Linked DNA regions of Mus musculus: all the other regions are linked to region 3. Evidence: chromatin contacts called from public HiChIP or PLAC-seq and promoter capture Hi-C data. All regions are on one chromosome and are shown on one strand. The core of a region is the stretch at or near the end of the contact, and the rest is flanking DNA. Distances in the headings are between cores, read along the strand shown. Region 1 holds the start of Mpzl2 (myelin protein zero-like 2). Region 2 holds the start of Atp5l (ATP synthase, H+ transporting, mitochondrial F0 complex, subunit G). Region 3 holds the start of C2cd2l (C2 calcium-dependent domain containing 2-like).

Region 1 (4,643 bases), core at 658-3,157, 720 kb before region 3:
ATGGAGACGTCATATCGCTCGGGGTTTCCGTCCCAGACCACCCGGTCTTTGAACCGTCCGCTCATGGGCCTGAAGGGGTCCATGTGGTAGTAGAATACCTACAGAGGAGAACGGATCATCTTTCCTTCTCTATCCCGGGCAGGAGGCCGAGATGGGGGCGGGGGGTGGGAAGAGAAGCATCATTAGGTCTAACCAATGATCCAGCTCCTTGGAATATTCTCTGGCTTCCCTTTTCTTAGACCTGTTACTCTCTGTCCCAAGAACTGGGTCCCCACTTAACCCCACGCATGCGCCGAACATGGGAAAGATGGGGGGCGGGGGGGAAGGATTGCCACAATGCATTCTTGTCAAGAGTCCTCTGGAAGGTGACAAGAATCTACTTACAAACTGCTCACGACCCCCATCTCGAGGTCGGAAATTCCACGTCACAGTTAGCGCATCTCCCACAGGGGCAAAGCTGGAGAAAGTGCATTTTAACCGAACATCTGTCCCGTTGACTGCCTCCAGGGCCCCGGAGGTGTAAATTTCCACAGCTTCTGTAGGACAAAGGGCTGCAATGGAGGGAAGGAAGAGGTTAACAGTGGTGTATCATTGAGAAAAAAACGCTGACACTTTCCAAGTAAGCCAACCTTCAAATTCACTTCACCAGGAGTCTACATACTCCTGCCTGCACACAGCTTTGACCCTCCCATCCCGAGGGCCAATTAGAGGTAAAACTACCTGGTGTTCTCACTTTCTTCACAGCCTTACCGCACCAATTTCAGAACTATAACCAGAAACTACAAACATCAGCAAAGGAGATGGAAAGAAGAAACAAAAATCCAAACGTTGGTCAGACGTGGCGTATTACGATCAAGCAACACAGTATGTTTTTTTGTTTTGTTTTGTTTTGTGGAAAAAAGAAGTCTCCAAGCAGGGAAGTTTTCCTACATGTAGACTTGGGGCTGCTGCTAGCCTGCAGGTCAATCCACCCCAGCAGTTGCGCTTGCCTGCACCCCTGGAAGCCTTACACCACGTGGCTTATTTACAAGTCTGGTACGTGCATTGGTTGGGACAGCTTCAAAACCACAGCGGGACTCTCGCTCTGACAATCCAGGTTTGCTCTCTGGTGCTGCAGGGAGTCGCAGACAAAATCCTCCCACGGAAATCCAAGGGCCAAATCTAGCCAGCAGCCCGAGGTTGAGAGCAGCCACACAAAGATGGTGTGTAACCTGAGATCAGAAAGCCCTCTGTGTGCCTCAATCACGGGCGGCCAAACACACCTAAACCTGTTTGCCCAAAGTACTGCCCCAAAGCAACCCACCGAACTGAAGTTTCGGCGAAGTCTGGACTAGAACGAATTGCAGTTGGGGCACGATCTCCCAACGGAGCCCTTGAGATTTCTTCAAGCCATGAGCTCTGTCTTTACAGAATGGGCGGCAATGGTAGAAAATCCTAGAAGCCCGCCAGTTCTTACCTGTGAGCTGTAAACTCAGGAGAAGTGGAAGCACAAGCGCGGGGCTCTTGCCATACATCAGGGAAAGCCAGTCGTGGCCCCAGAGGCCAAACCCGGCAGACCCAGGACTCCAGCACCCAACCAAGGCCAAGGCTAGGACGAGCAGGCGGCACAGTTTACCCACGGAGAGGTCCGAGTCCCTCACCTATGGGAAGGCGCACAGCGGAGCCAACCAGTCGTGACTCATCCCGCCCCGGCCGGTACAGCTCTGGAATGAAAGGTGGGGCCTCCGCACCCAGCGCCCTCCTCCTGATTCTCCCTCCCGCCCCTCTCCACACTCCAGCCCTCTGCGCAAAGGTCTCAGACTCTGCGGTCCTCTCTTTACTTTTCCGTTCATCTGACCGAGCCCTGGCCTCCGGATGGCCTCACAAGCAGCCAGAGGAGGTGGTGCCAGTTTGAAATGTCCCAGACTGCTCTGAACTTGGCCCACACACACCCTTTTAAAACAGACTTTAGTCTTGCCTAGGAAGTGAACATTGAAAGTTTTGCAGTGATTCCTGTCCTTGGAATCAGCCTAGGGCCTGACTCACCGCACCCATCAGTTCTGGGAATTCCTTGAGACCCTCTGGTGTGAACAGGCTCTCCTGAGACTCAGCAGAAAGAAACCAAGTCTCAATGCTGGTTCCTTTCTCAGCTCAGAGCAACTCCCCTGCTCCTTTCTCCCAGCTTAGGGCAGTTTGCAAAGGACTTTTCTGGGCATCCTTTTCTCTCCACAATCCTATGGAAAGGAATACCATTTTAACAGCGTAAAGAGTAACCTCTTAGAGCCTGGCGGTGGCGGCGCACACCTTTACTCCCAGCACTTGGGAAGCAGAGGCAGGCGAATTTCTGAGTTCTTTCTGAGTTCGAGGCCAGCCTGGTCTACAGAGTGAGTTCCAGGACAGCCAGGGCTACAGAGAGAAACCCTGTACTGGAAGGAAAAAAAAAAAAAACGCTCAGGAGGGAAGCAATTGCCCATAATCTTTGTGTGTTCTATGTTATTGTTTGAGACTGTCTCACCATGTAGCCCAGGCTGGACCTTGAAGTTGGGGAGTCACTGCCCAGCTTTGGCAATACTCAGGACTAAACTCATGACCTTGTACTTACTAAGCAAGTGTTCTGGCACGGAGCTACACCCACAGCCCCATGGGAAGCTTCCTGACTTGCGTGAGTTCCCTGCCCACAAACCAAAAGCCTGATAGGGGTGATCAGTGAACTCTCAAGGAAAAGAAAACCTTTCCTGTGCCCCAGATTTCAACTGCCATTTTGAGGACAGCCACCTATCTGAGAGGCCTGAAACGCGGAGATAAAGGGCTTCATCTGGTAAGAGGCACAACAGCAAGCTGGCAAACAGAGGCAACCAAGACCGAATGCAGTTAAAAAGTGGGTGGAGGCTACGACATAAGTATTGGCACCAAGCCAAGGAGCCTGGCCACCTGAGTCCGGTCTAAGGAACCCACGTGGTAGAAGGAGAGAATCAAACCCTGAAAACTGCCTTTTGACCTACACACACACACACACACACACACACACACACACACACACATACACACACACGCGCGCGCGCGCGCTATGGTGCACATGCACACATGCAACAGAGAGACAGAGACACGGGGTGGGGGAGGGGAGAGGGAGGGAAAGACTAGTTAAAATGTAATTTAAATTTTTAAAGAAGTAAGCTAGATGGGGGATGGGACACTGAATACAATTGAATCGCCCTTATCCCTGGATTAGCTATCTAGAAACTATTCCGTGATCCGTACCACAGTCTTCTATCTGAACCCCGGTAAAAAGGGTGCTGCTAGGAGGGAAGCAAGGGCCAGACTGGGTAGAAAAATAAAGAAACGTCAGGCTAGGGGTCTAGCAGCTCAAGGACAAAGTGAGTACCCAGGACCCTGGGTCCTATCGAGCAGGCGATAAAATAAAAGCATTCCACCCAAAGAGGGGTAAATTACTGACATGAAGGAAAAAGAAAAGTGTGGAGGAGAGATGGAACAAACGGGCAGACACTCGCCCAAACCTACTCATTACTCTGGGGAGCGCAGGGGCTGCCCCAGAGGGAGGTCAGCTGCGTGCTGGCACCAAAGCGCTCCTGTAATGAGTGTCTGGCTCCTTCGCCAGCCTCTAGGACCTAGAGTCTAGGTGATTCTGAGCAGCCCAAACTGAAAATTCTGGGTTGCTGAGTGGCACTTACATGGTGGGCAGATGTAGCCTTCCCTGTAGGTAGGTCAGAAAAGGGTCAGCTCCAGGAACCCCGGGAGTAGGGAGGGGGGCGAGTTAAAGAAAACTTCATCTTGGTTGGCTTTCGACTTTGCAGAGAAACGCCATTCCAAACAGACAGAGCCAGGGAAAGGTTAAGTTGACAGCAAATTGCAAAATTCAGTGAGAGGTGGAGTTAACCGAAGAACACTCTGAAACAGCAGGTGAGGAATCAGGGCAGGAGGCAGTGAACAGAATAGAAAGCTTGTTGTCCAAGCAGAGGAATTCCTCCCCAGTCACCAGATGCCCTGAGAGCTGGCAGCCAGCCTTGCTCTGAGGGGCACAGCTGCCCGGATCCCATTCCTCAGCCCAGGTCAAGTTTTTGGCTTTGTGTTCAGCAACGCCCAGTTCCTTCCAGTTAACAGGAGAGGCTCCAACTATCTCACTGTTCCCACCCTGGGCGAAGAAGGAGACTGAGGGTTGAACCTGTTAAGAGAAAATGGCAAATAAAAAGAGCATTCATTGCCCCCTTGGTATTCCAAAGATGCCAGTGTGCGGAACTTCAATCAAAACAAGAGACATCTGAAGATAGCCGAAGAAATAGTTTATATCTGGGCAAATGAAAAAGAAACAAAGAAAGAGAAAAGGAAAGGACATTCTGATGATTAAAAGGAAGTGTTCAAAGATACTGCTTTTCCCTTAAACTTACCAGAGAAGAGTCCTGGTCATCATTAAAATTTGTAACATTGTAACATTGCCTTAGTCCTAAAGGAAGCAAGAACATCTGTTCCAACTGTCTTCCCAGTAGCTGCAGGATATTTAGATCTTCGGAGGTAGGAAGCTCACCGGAGGTTCAAAAGGCATAAAGACACTCTCTGCACCAATTACTGGTAAAAACTTATATTTCTCAGAATCCTAGGCAAAAGCAAAACAAAACAAAACAAGAAAGCCCCAAAACAAAAACACCTGC
Region 2 (4,385 bases), core at 901-3,400, 600 kb before region 3:
CAGTTTCACAAGTCCTTCTGAAAACCTAGTGGGTTTTGCCAGTTTCTCAAAGGCAGGGTGCCAGCAAATGTGTATCACCTGGCTGACCTAACGCCTCACTAAAGACCTTCAGAGCAGTGCTTCTCTGTGAGTTACCTAAGACCATCAGAAAACACACATTTACAGTTCACAACAGCAGCAACATTACATTATGAAGGAGCAACAAAAAATCGTTTCATGGCTGGGGTCATCATAACATGAGGAACTGTATTAAAGGGTGGCAGCGTTAGGAAGGTTGAGAGCCACTGCTCTAGAGGTACCCTCCGGCTGTCTTCGGGAGAAAGTCTTAAGAGCTTAGACTCTAATTAGTTCCTTTATGGCTTCACTATCCAACCTAAATAACAGACCTTTTAATACTTTGCCACCATGTCCTTATTCTATTCCCATACCTGTGGCATGCAGGATCTCAGCTTAGGTTAATTTAACCATTACCCTCTGCTACCTAAACTACAGGCAACTGTACAGCCCACAGACCAGTCGACTCCACCACTGCCCTTCTCTGCTCTTCTCTGTGTCCTTCAGACACTCTGAAATGTAGCCTTGCTCACCACTCCCTTTTCACACAGGTGGCATGTGTCAGACTCCTCACTTGGAAACTTTTCTCCCTTCACCCCGTTTAAGGAAGAGGTCCCACCATTCCCAAACAAACTCCTCTGCCTTCTTTGCTGTCTCCCTGTCCTGGACTCCTGAGCTCCACCTTCCTCTTGGGTTGTCTGACTTATATTCTCTTGCTTCCATATTTCTTCATTGCTGCAATCTGGTTTCTAAGGGTTTGAAACCTTTTCTAGTTAATGTCACAGATGTTCATACTCATAATTAGCTGGCCTGTCTTACCTCGGTCCAGACTGGCCTGTAACTTCCAATCTTCAGGCTCCTGTATGCTGGTATAATGTGGGTTTCAGGTTATCTTTCCTGCTTTAATTTGACTTCACTGTCTAAGGCAGCATGTCTCTCCCTCACTGATTCCTTGATCCCACTTCTAACTTTTCTAACCACCCCATGAATTTTACTTCAGGTTTTTTTTTGTTTTGTTTTAAAAGATGTATTTATTATTATATGTAAGTACACTGTCGCTGTCTTCAGACACACCAGAAGAGGGCATCAGATCTCATCACAGATGGTTGTGAGCCACCATGTGGTTGTTGGGATTTGAACTCCTAACCTAAGCGCAGTCAGTGCTCATAATGCTGAGCCATCTCTCCAGCCCCTCAGTTTTTCTTCTAAAGATTGGGCTTTTCCAGAACTTGTTCTCCTCATCAAATGTTACTTTCCTACATAGTTTTTGGGTTTCCTGGTTTGTTTTTGTTGTTTTCATTCATAATGTCAAAGTTACAGCCTTTGGAATTTGTATATTTTCTTATACACCAAGAATCTCTACGCCTTCCCAGATCAGCACCACGCTTAACCTTATGTTCCTTTGCGTATTTATCTTGCAACTGACTCCTTCTATGACTATTTAGGAATCTTGGTCTCTAAGGGGATAATGCCCAAAGCATGCTTCCACCAAATTACAAAATGCCTGGCACAGTGCAACACCCTCAACACACATGACTTTCTTCCTCTTGTCCGCACAGCTCCTACTGGCTTGTTTGAAAAACCGGATTGGATCCCAATTCTGATACTGGCTGCGGAGGAAAACGGAATTATAAAAAGTCAATTAAAGAAGTCGGTGAATGGGTGAGTCACATAATGTAACGCCTATGTGGCCCCTTAAAGCTCCTATTTGACCTCAGACCTGCTATGCCTTTAAAGCGAACGTATAGGCCCACAAGCATCTTATGAAGCCCTCCAGCCTCGTTTTCCATGTTTTCTGAAAAGCTATAAAACTGCCGCAAGCTAATGTGGCGATCAAGCCAAGAAAACCAATAACGCATGCGCATTTCCCCCACTTCACCGATCTTCCGGACCAACATGAATAGCTGTCCCAAGTAATGCCTGCTCCCTGAGGAATCTCAGGATTCTTCACGTGTTATCGCGCCTCATTTTTTTTTATATCTAGGTTTTTACTTGGAGTGAACAAAGTAAACTGACTAATGAGATGCCACAAACAGGGAATCAATACCTATATGTTTTGAACAGGCACAGAGAGGGGCAGCCTGACCTTGGAAATGGGGAAGGGGTCCTGCCGCGGGTCCTTCCGGGGGTGACATTCAGCCGGCGGTTCGGGGAGACGTACCTTCCACCTTAGACCATGGCCAAGTTCATCCGTAACTTCGCGGAGAAGGCACCGTCGATGGTAGCCGGTGAGCGCAGCCCGGGAGAGGCTCGCGAGGGGAGGGATTGTGCTGCGGCACCAAGGGGCCGTGGGCGTCGGGAGGGCTTCCAGGAGGCCACTGTAAGGCCGCAGCCTCGCCTGGCCTGCCCGCGGCTGCTTAGAGCTCACAAGCTGCAGGGTCCTAGCTCGGCCGGGGAGCGAGTGGGTCGTGTAACTCTGCCCGGCCTCACTCCGCCGCGAACGCCGTGATGCCCCCTTACCGTGCCGGGAGAGTTGGGAAGGGAGGTCGGTAACAGGGGAGAGAGAGGTCACACATCAGACCTCATAGCTGGTCTGCGTCTCAGCGAAGTATTTGAAAGCCATCAGAAATTTTAAAGACGGGTGAGAGATCTTTGAAAGTTATGTTTGCTTACCATCCTGGTTAGAGCCTAGAGAATTCTGCGTCCGATGAAGGGAATTTGGAACGTAGGGGTGAATATCCCCTCCCCAGTCAGCACAGAAAGCGACGCCTGTCAGCAGTCGTCTTCAGAACCTTGGCTTGGCATTCGTGAGGTTGTTTTGTTTGAAAATTCTGATAGACCGCGGTCTCTCAGATAAACACTGAGTAGTTATAAGCCTGAGCAGTATGTTCAATCGATACAGTTCTCTTCTGAGTAGAAAATTACTGTATTTTTGAAGCAGGAGATTAAGTTTACAATTTCTTCTTTTCTGTATTGTATTAAGTGGTTGAAGGTCCTATTTCCAAATGTTCAAATTTGGTTATGAAATGTGAATTGAAGGTGGATTTTTTTTCAAAGATTTATTTATTTTACTTATGTGAGTACACTAGCTGTTTTCAGACACACCAGAGAAGGCCATTGGATCCCATTACAGATGGTTGTGAGTCACCATGTGGTTGCTGGGAATTGAACTCAGCACCTCTGGAAGAGCAGCCAGTGCTCTTATCCGCTGAGCCATCTCTCCAGCCCTCTGAGGTGGAATTTTAAAAACTTGTAATTTTGAGCTTTCCAACCTGTTTGCATATTTAGTAATTCTTTTTTTTCTCCCCTTCATCACCAGCTAGTGAGCTATTTAAACCCTTAAAGTGCCAGCCAGAGTCTATAAATACTGGATTCCTTCCTATGGAACCTGAGGCTGCCAATAGCTGTTTTCCAAAGAATTTCCTTAGTAAAAAATCATTAGGTGATCTGAAGCAACGTACTACAATTTTTACACCAATACAACCAAAAGGCTTTGACGTTTGGACTTTGATGGTTTGAGGTGCTATTTTTAATATTTCGTAGAGAGTATTTTTCCGGCCGTATGACTTTTGCATCTTTTAGGTAGCTTGTATTCAGAAATTTAAAACTGATTTTATTGATGAAATCCAAAATGAAAGACATTATCAAGGTAAACTTTGGTCAAGAAACAACATAAAACCTTTCCACTGTTGTAACTGTAAGATAACTTGTTCTGCCAGAAGTACTGAGACCTGAGGGCTCTGAGGGAACAGAAGGTTACGTAGACTGTGCTCTGCAGCATAGGCTGGGGCTTTTTTTTTTTTAAGATTTATTTATTTATGTATGTGAGTACACTATAGCTGTCTCCAGACACACCAGAAGAGGGCGTCAGATCCTATTACGGATGGTTGTGAGCCACCATGTGATTGCTGGGGATTGAACTCAGGACCTTTGGAAGAGCAGCCATCTCTCCAGCCCAGGCTGGTGTATTAAGTGTGAATGTTAAAGTATTTGATACTGACTACTGACTAGATCTTTCAGTTCCCTAGGGCATGTAGCTAGAGAAAGAAGTCAGTAATTATTATCATAGTTCCCCCAGAAAGGTGAAAGTCTATTTTTTTGTTTTGTTTTTCTTTTCCCTTAACTAAGCTATAAATTTTACTTATGTTTCACCCGCTTTTCCATTCATATATTTTGAGTCTACAAATATAGGATATTACCTTAGAACTAGTTTCTTGTGTCTGCAATCTCCCCTTTCTTATATCTGATCTCTACTTTCATGATTTGGCCACTTGGAGGTGTCTGCCTGGATATTTTGAAGAATGTTCTCCAAACTGGTTATCTTGGGTTTCTCTAATGATTAGCCTGGAATTAGGGATTTTAAGAACAAGAACCACAGGGGCTGGAGAGAT
Region 3 (4,603 bases), core at 1,693-4,192:
CCTAACTTCAGTAGGTCTCCTTTTTTCTTTCCTCCTTTCTTCCTTTTTAAAAGATTTTATTTATTTTATGTATATGAGTACACTGTAGTTGTCCTTCAGACACACCAGAAAAGGGCATCAGATCCCATTACAAATGGCTGGGAGCCACCATGTGGTTGCTGGGATTTGAACTCAGGACCTCTGGGAAAGCAGTTGGTGCTCTTAACCGCTGAGCCATCTCCCCAGCCAGATAGGTCTCCTTGATGCAGCCTTTCTCTTTTTGCAGTGCTGGGGGCAGAACCAAGGGTCTCATGCACGTTAGGTCAGGCATCTCCCACTGAGCCCTATCCTAAACCCTATCAGACTATTTTCCATTGAGACATCTTAAGAGGGGTTCTTACATATCCTGGGCTGAGCTTGAATTTACTAAGTAGACCATATGGCCAGCCTGACCTTGAACGTCTGATCTTTCTACCTTGTTTCCCCTCTTCCTGTGGGGTGAGTTACAGGTGTGTACCACCATGCCTAGTTTATGTGACGCTGGCGGTCAAACTCAGGCCTTTGTTTCTGCTAAGCCAGCACTTTACCAATTGAGCTAGGCTTCAAGCTCCTAGATAACTGAGGTAGGGGTATATGGTACACCTTTTCAATCCCAGCATTTGAGAGGCAGAGGCAGGGGGATCTCTATGAGGTCAAGAGCAGCCTGATCTACATAGTGAGTTCCAAGCCAGCCAGTGAGACCCTGTTCCAGAAAACAAAAGCAAAACAAGAAAAACGTGACCACTGGAAAATCTCTATGGTGTAAGACTCTCCTAAGTGATGTAGGGAACACAAGGATAAGAAGAACTGAGTTGCTTCCTTCACAGAATAACTCAGCATAATTGAGATACATTCGTTGAGAGGAAGAGAGATGATTGGGACATCAGTTCTAGTCTGAGTTTCCTGATGAGTTAAACAACGCGCTCATATAAACACTCAGCTAAACCATAAAGCAAAATGAAATAAGTGCCCAAAGGCTAAGTAATTGGTGGAAGAGAGATGTGGAAACCAGAGAGATCCAGCTGGATCTGGAAGAACAGGACCAAGTGTCCAGTGAAAAAATTGAAGAAATAAGCCTAAGATTGTAGATAACGGACTCTTTTTTTTTTTTTTTTTGACACAAGGTGTTAATGTATAGCTTTAACTGGCCTAGAACTCACTATTTAGACCAGGCTGCCTTCAAGTAATAGAGATCAGCCTGCCTCTGCCCCCTCCCTGACCAAGCTCTGGAACTAAAGGGATACACCACCATGCCTGGCTTTCCTGTATATTCCAGGCTGACCTTGAATTCAGTCCTTACTTAGCCTTCATAGAGCGGGGCATACAGGTGAGCCCTCCCACTCACTGCCAGAGAAGAGAGTTCTGCAGAGGAGAAGAACCAGCGTTCCTCAGGAAGGAATCTTGGTGGAGAAGAACCTTGCATTACGACAATTTCCTGCATCACTGGGTTCCTTGAACATGGATTTTCTTCCTGCTGACTCCTTTCTCCTAGGTTATATCCCAGCGTTCTCTCCTTCCTTGGCTCCATGTCTTCTGTTCCTAGATTAATGATGGAGATTCTAGTGATCTCCATTAGTTTTGGAGCTCGCTGTGGATGGTTAGGGTCACAGCAATGTTGCCTCACAATCTCACCTCTGTCTATCACCCCTTGCAGTAAAATCAGGCTATCTCAAGCTACATACCCTTTCCTCTTCTAGATCAGACAGCTCTGTTGCTGACAGCCATTTTTTTTTTTTTTTACCTACCCCTAGACCTTATATTGTTTACTCTCATGGGCTTGTTCCTTAGACAAATGGATTTGAAAGATATTTAACATCACATCCTATCTTGTGCGCAGAAGAAATTGTGTCAGACACCTCACCATATATATGTCTCTTGAGAAAAGAATTGCCCCTAATCTTTTTTTATAGATACCTTCCCCTGGCCCCAAGAAACAAAGATGAGCTCCAATCTTATGAGGATCTAGAGAAAAGGGTACATCCAGAGGTTGTAAATTGTGCAGTCTTCCTGGAACACCATTTCTTCGGAGTTGGCTGGGATATTACATATTTGGTGTGTGGGATGGGGTTTGGTTGTGATGCGCTCTCACCCAGGCTGGTTTCAAACTCCTTGGCAAAGGTATCACCCTGTTTCAGCCTCCTAAGTAGCTAGGACGACAGTCAGGTGGCACTACACGGGATGCCACATATTTGGATGAGAGACTTTTGACCAAATCTATTGATAGTCCAGTGCTACAATGCTAGCTCCCCTTTTCATTGCCATCCCTTCTACACGTGCTCCACAGGCAGGAGCTGTTACTATGGAAATGTATTATTTTTAAAAACAGACTCAGCCTTGGGCTTGGGAAATATCTCGAGAACAAACCCACGCAAGCAAGGTTAATAGGGGGTTCCTGAATCCTAGCTCCAAGGGGAAGGAGGACGATGGTAGTGTTCTATTCCCAACCTTTATCACGTTAAGCTTCATTTTTCTCGCCGCCGTTGACATTAGCTGGGTTTTGTCAGGCACTTCTATCTGGGAGGGACACCTTACTCCCTCTTCACCCAGTGCCTAGCTAGCTTCAGTCAAGGAGTAAGACCAGAAGCTGCTGAGCCAGGAGGTGTTAAAAGTGAGTGGTGATTTCCACAGGGACTAATTTTTAACCTACAGGCGTCCAACCCATAGAAATCTAAGAAACGTAGGGAGAACCAGGCGTCATCTCAGATAAGTGAAGTTCCCTTGCCTGGTACTGAAGGGGTGCACAGGGATTTCAGGACGGGGCGGAACAGCTAAAGACTCCGCCTATTCTCATCCCGGAATCCTCTACGTGTGCAACTCAACCCTCCCCCACTCCACCCTCCTCTAGCTCTGAGCGGCGGGTTAGCTCAGCCCCGCCCGGTGAGGGCGCGGCTCCTTTAAGGGCGGGTGGGGGCGGGGCGCCGGCGGTGTTGTCAGTGTCAGTTCTGCGCACGCAGCCCTCCCGGAGCCGGTGCCGGCCCGCGAGCCCCGGTATCTCTGCAGGCTGGTCCCTGCCCGGGTCCGGCGGGGCCCCACGCCGTGGGAGGAATCGGGTGATAGCTGGAACCTAGCTGGGGTCACACCGCCGGTGTTAGGGATCCAGATCTCTGGCTACGGAGACAGAGCTCGAGCGTCGCGACCCCGGAGGACCTCTTCTCCATCCGTGGCACCCACTGGTCCTGGAATCTCGGCGGCGCCGGAGAGCCCCGGAGCCCGCGCGCTCAGCCCCGGGGGAGCTCGCCCACGCCCCACGGTCCATCCGGGCCATGCTCCCCCGGGGCAGCGGCTGAACCCGAGCCGGGACCCGAGCCCGCGGGAGCATGGATCCGGACTGGGGGCAGCGGGATGTGGGCTGGGCGGCCCTGCTGGTTCTCTTCGCCGCCTCGCTGATCACGGTATTGGGCTGGATGCTGCAGTATGCCCGGGGTTTGTGGCTGTCGCGAGCCGATGGGGGCCGAGACTCCCGACCTGCCTCAGCTGCTGAGCCCGGGGGTTCACTGCGCGAGCTGGGTGTGTGGCGTTCGCTGCTGCGTTTGCGGGCGACCCGGACCAGCACCCCCGAGGAAGCCGGCGTACGGGGCCTCCTGGCTTCGCTCTTTGCCTTCAAGTCTTTCCGGGAGAACTGGCAACGGGCTTGGGTGCGAGCCTTGAATGAGCAGGCCTGCAGGGACGGGGTGAGTTGCACTGAGCCCCTGTGTCGTCCCTTCAGCTTTGCCTTCTAGGGAAGAGCTTGCTCATGTTAGGAGGGCTGGATTAGAGCTGGGGATCAACTGGAGAACCCTCCAGCTTTCTCTTTCAGATCAGAGAAGAGCGTGCAGGTTAGACTGGGGCTTGTAAAGAAGTCCAGTTATATACCAAATTTTCTATTTTTGTGAGCAAGGTACTCTGGTTCTAAACCCAGCACAAGTTACTGTTCTCATAGCAACGCTAATCCGTGTGCCTTAGGGCACTTCCGCCTAGACTGGCCTGGTTGGGCCAAGGGAGACAGGTGCACCTGCAGAAGGAATTTGCCTGGTCCTCATGCCACCACACCCAGTTAAGATTTCAGGCTCCCAAACCCTGGTGGTCAGGTAGAGCCCCCACGGTAACTGAATCATCTCTCCATATTTTAGTAATTTCACTACTACAGTCCTCCAGGCTGGCCTGCAGTGTAGTGTTAAAGGAAAGTAGTTTAGTTAAAGGGCATATTGATAACCTGCGTCCTTTCTAATGCATGAACTTGGGCTGCCCCTTCAGGGTCGCTCATAAACCAGAGCAGCCAGCCACCTCCACCCGTTGCACCCTGGGCATCTGGCCTCCCAGGAAGTGGGCAGGAATCAGAGTCATGAGACTGAGGTTGGGTGGAAGGCAGAGGTCTCCCATTTCTGGACCATTTCCCTTCCTGGCCATCAGACTATCAGCTCCTTGTGGAAACAGGTCTTTCTCTGTTTCCAGCCATAAGAGCTTGGAGGCTTTGCCCTATTAATCCAGATGCCTAGAGACTGAAGTGGCCCCCAAGAAGTTCTCCTGTTTCCTCTTGTCAGCTGGCCAGCTGAAAGCCAGATGACATCTGTCAGTTTATACATTGACCCTACCCCTCCAACCTGGC

What was found. Promoter capture Hi-C pulls out the DNA fragments that hold promoters and counts their contacts. HiChIP or PLAC-seq counts read pairs in DNA pulled down with a chosen protein or histone mark.
Region 1: a FOXA1 HiChIP or PLAC-seq map of pancreatic cancer cells shows a contact between it and region 3. The contact joins the promoter of Mpzl2 here to the promoter of C2cd2l in region 3. A contact is called at or near these places in 2 of 39 promoter capture datasets (liver and pre-B cells) and 1 of 115 datasets of contacts at active chromatin or transcription factors (pancreatic cancer cells).
Region 2: a promoter capture Hi-C map of pre-B cells shows a contact between it and region 3, with 2.3 times the contacts expected there. The contact joins the promoter of Atp5l here to the promoter of C2cd2l in region 3. A contact is called at or near these places in 3 of 39 promoter capture datasets (liver and pre-B cells), 1 of 484 Hi-C or Micro-C datasets (embryonic stem cells) and 1 of 9 other capture datasets (pancreatic islet).

The regions. Positions count from the first base shown.
Region 1 is chr9:45,039,608-45,044,250 of GRCm38.p6, reverse strand. It overlaps Mpzl2 (myelin protein zero-like 2), which reads right to left and starts at 1,907. Exons shown (of 6, transcript NM_007962.4): 1 at 1,457-1,907; 2 at 385-551; 3 at 1-98. The coding sequence starts at 1,514.
Region 2 is chr9:44,918,507-44,922,891 of GRCm38.p6, reverse strand. It overlaps Atp5l (ATP synthase, H+ transporting, mitochondrial F0 complex, subunit G), which reads left to right and starts at 2,150. Exons shown (of 3, transcript NM_013795.5): 1 at 2,150-2,282. The coding sequence starts at 2,231. It overlaps Gm30934 (a long non-coding RNA gene), which reads right to left and starts at 2,165. Exons shown (of 2, transcript XR_379340.4): 1 at 1,775-2,165; 2 at 1-1,664.
Region 3 is chr9:44,318,621-44,323,223 of GRCm38.p6, reverse strand. C2cd2l (C2 calcium-dependent domain containing 2-like) reads left to right here and starts at 2,942. Exons shown (of 14, transcript NM_027909.2): 1 at 2,942-3,689. The coding sequence starts at 3,336.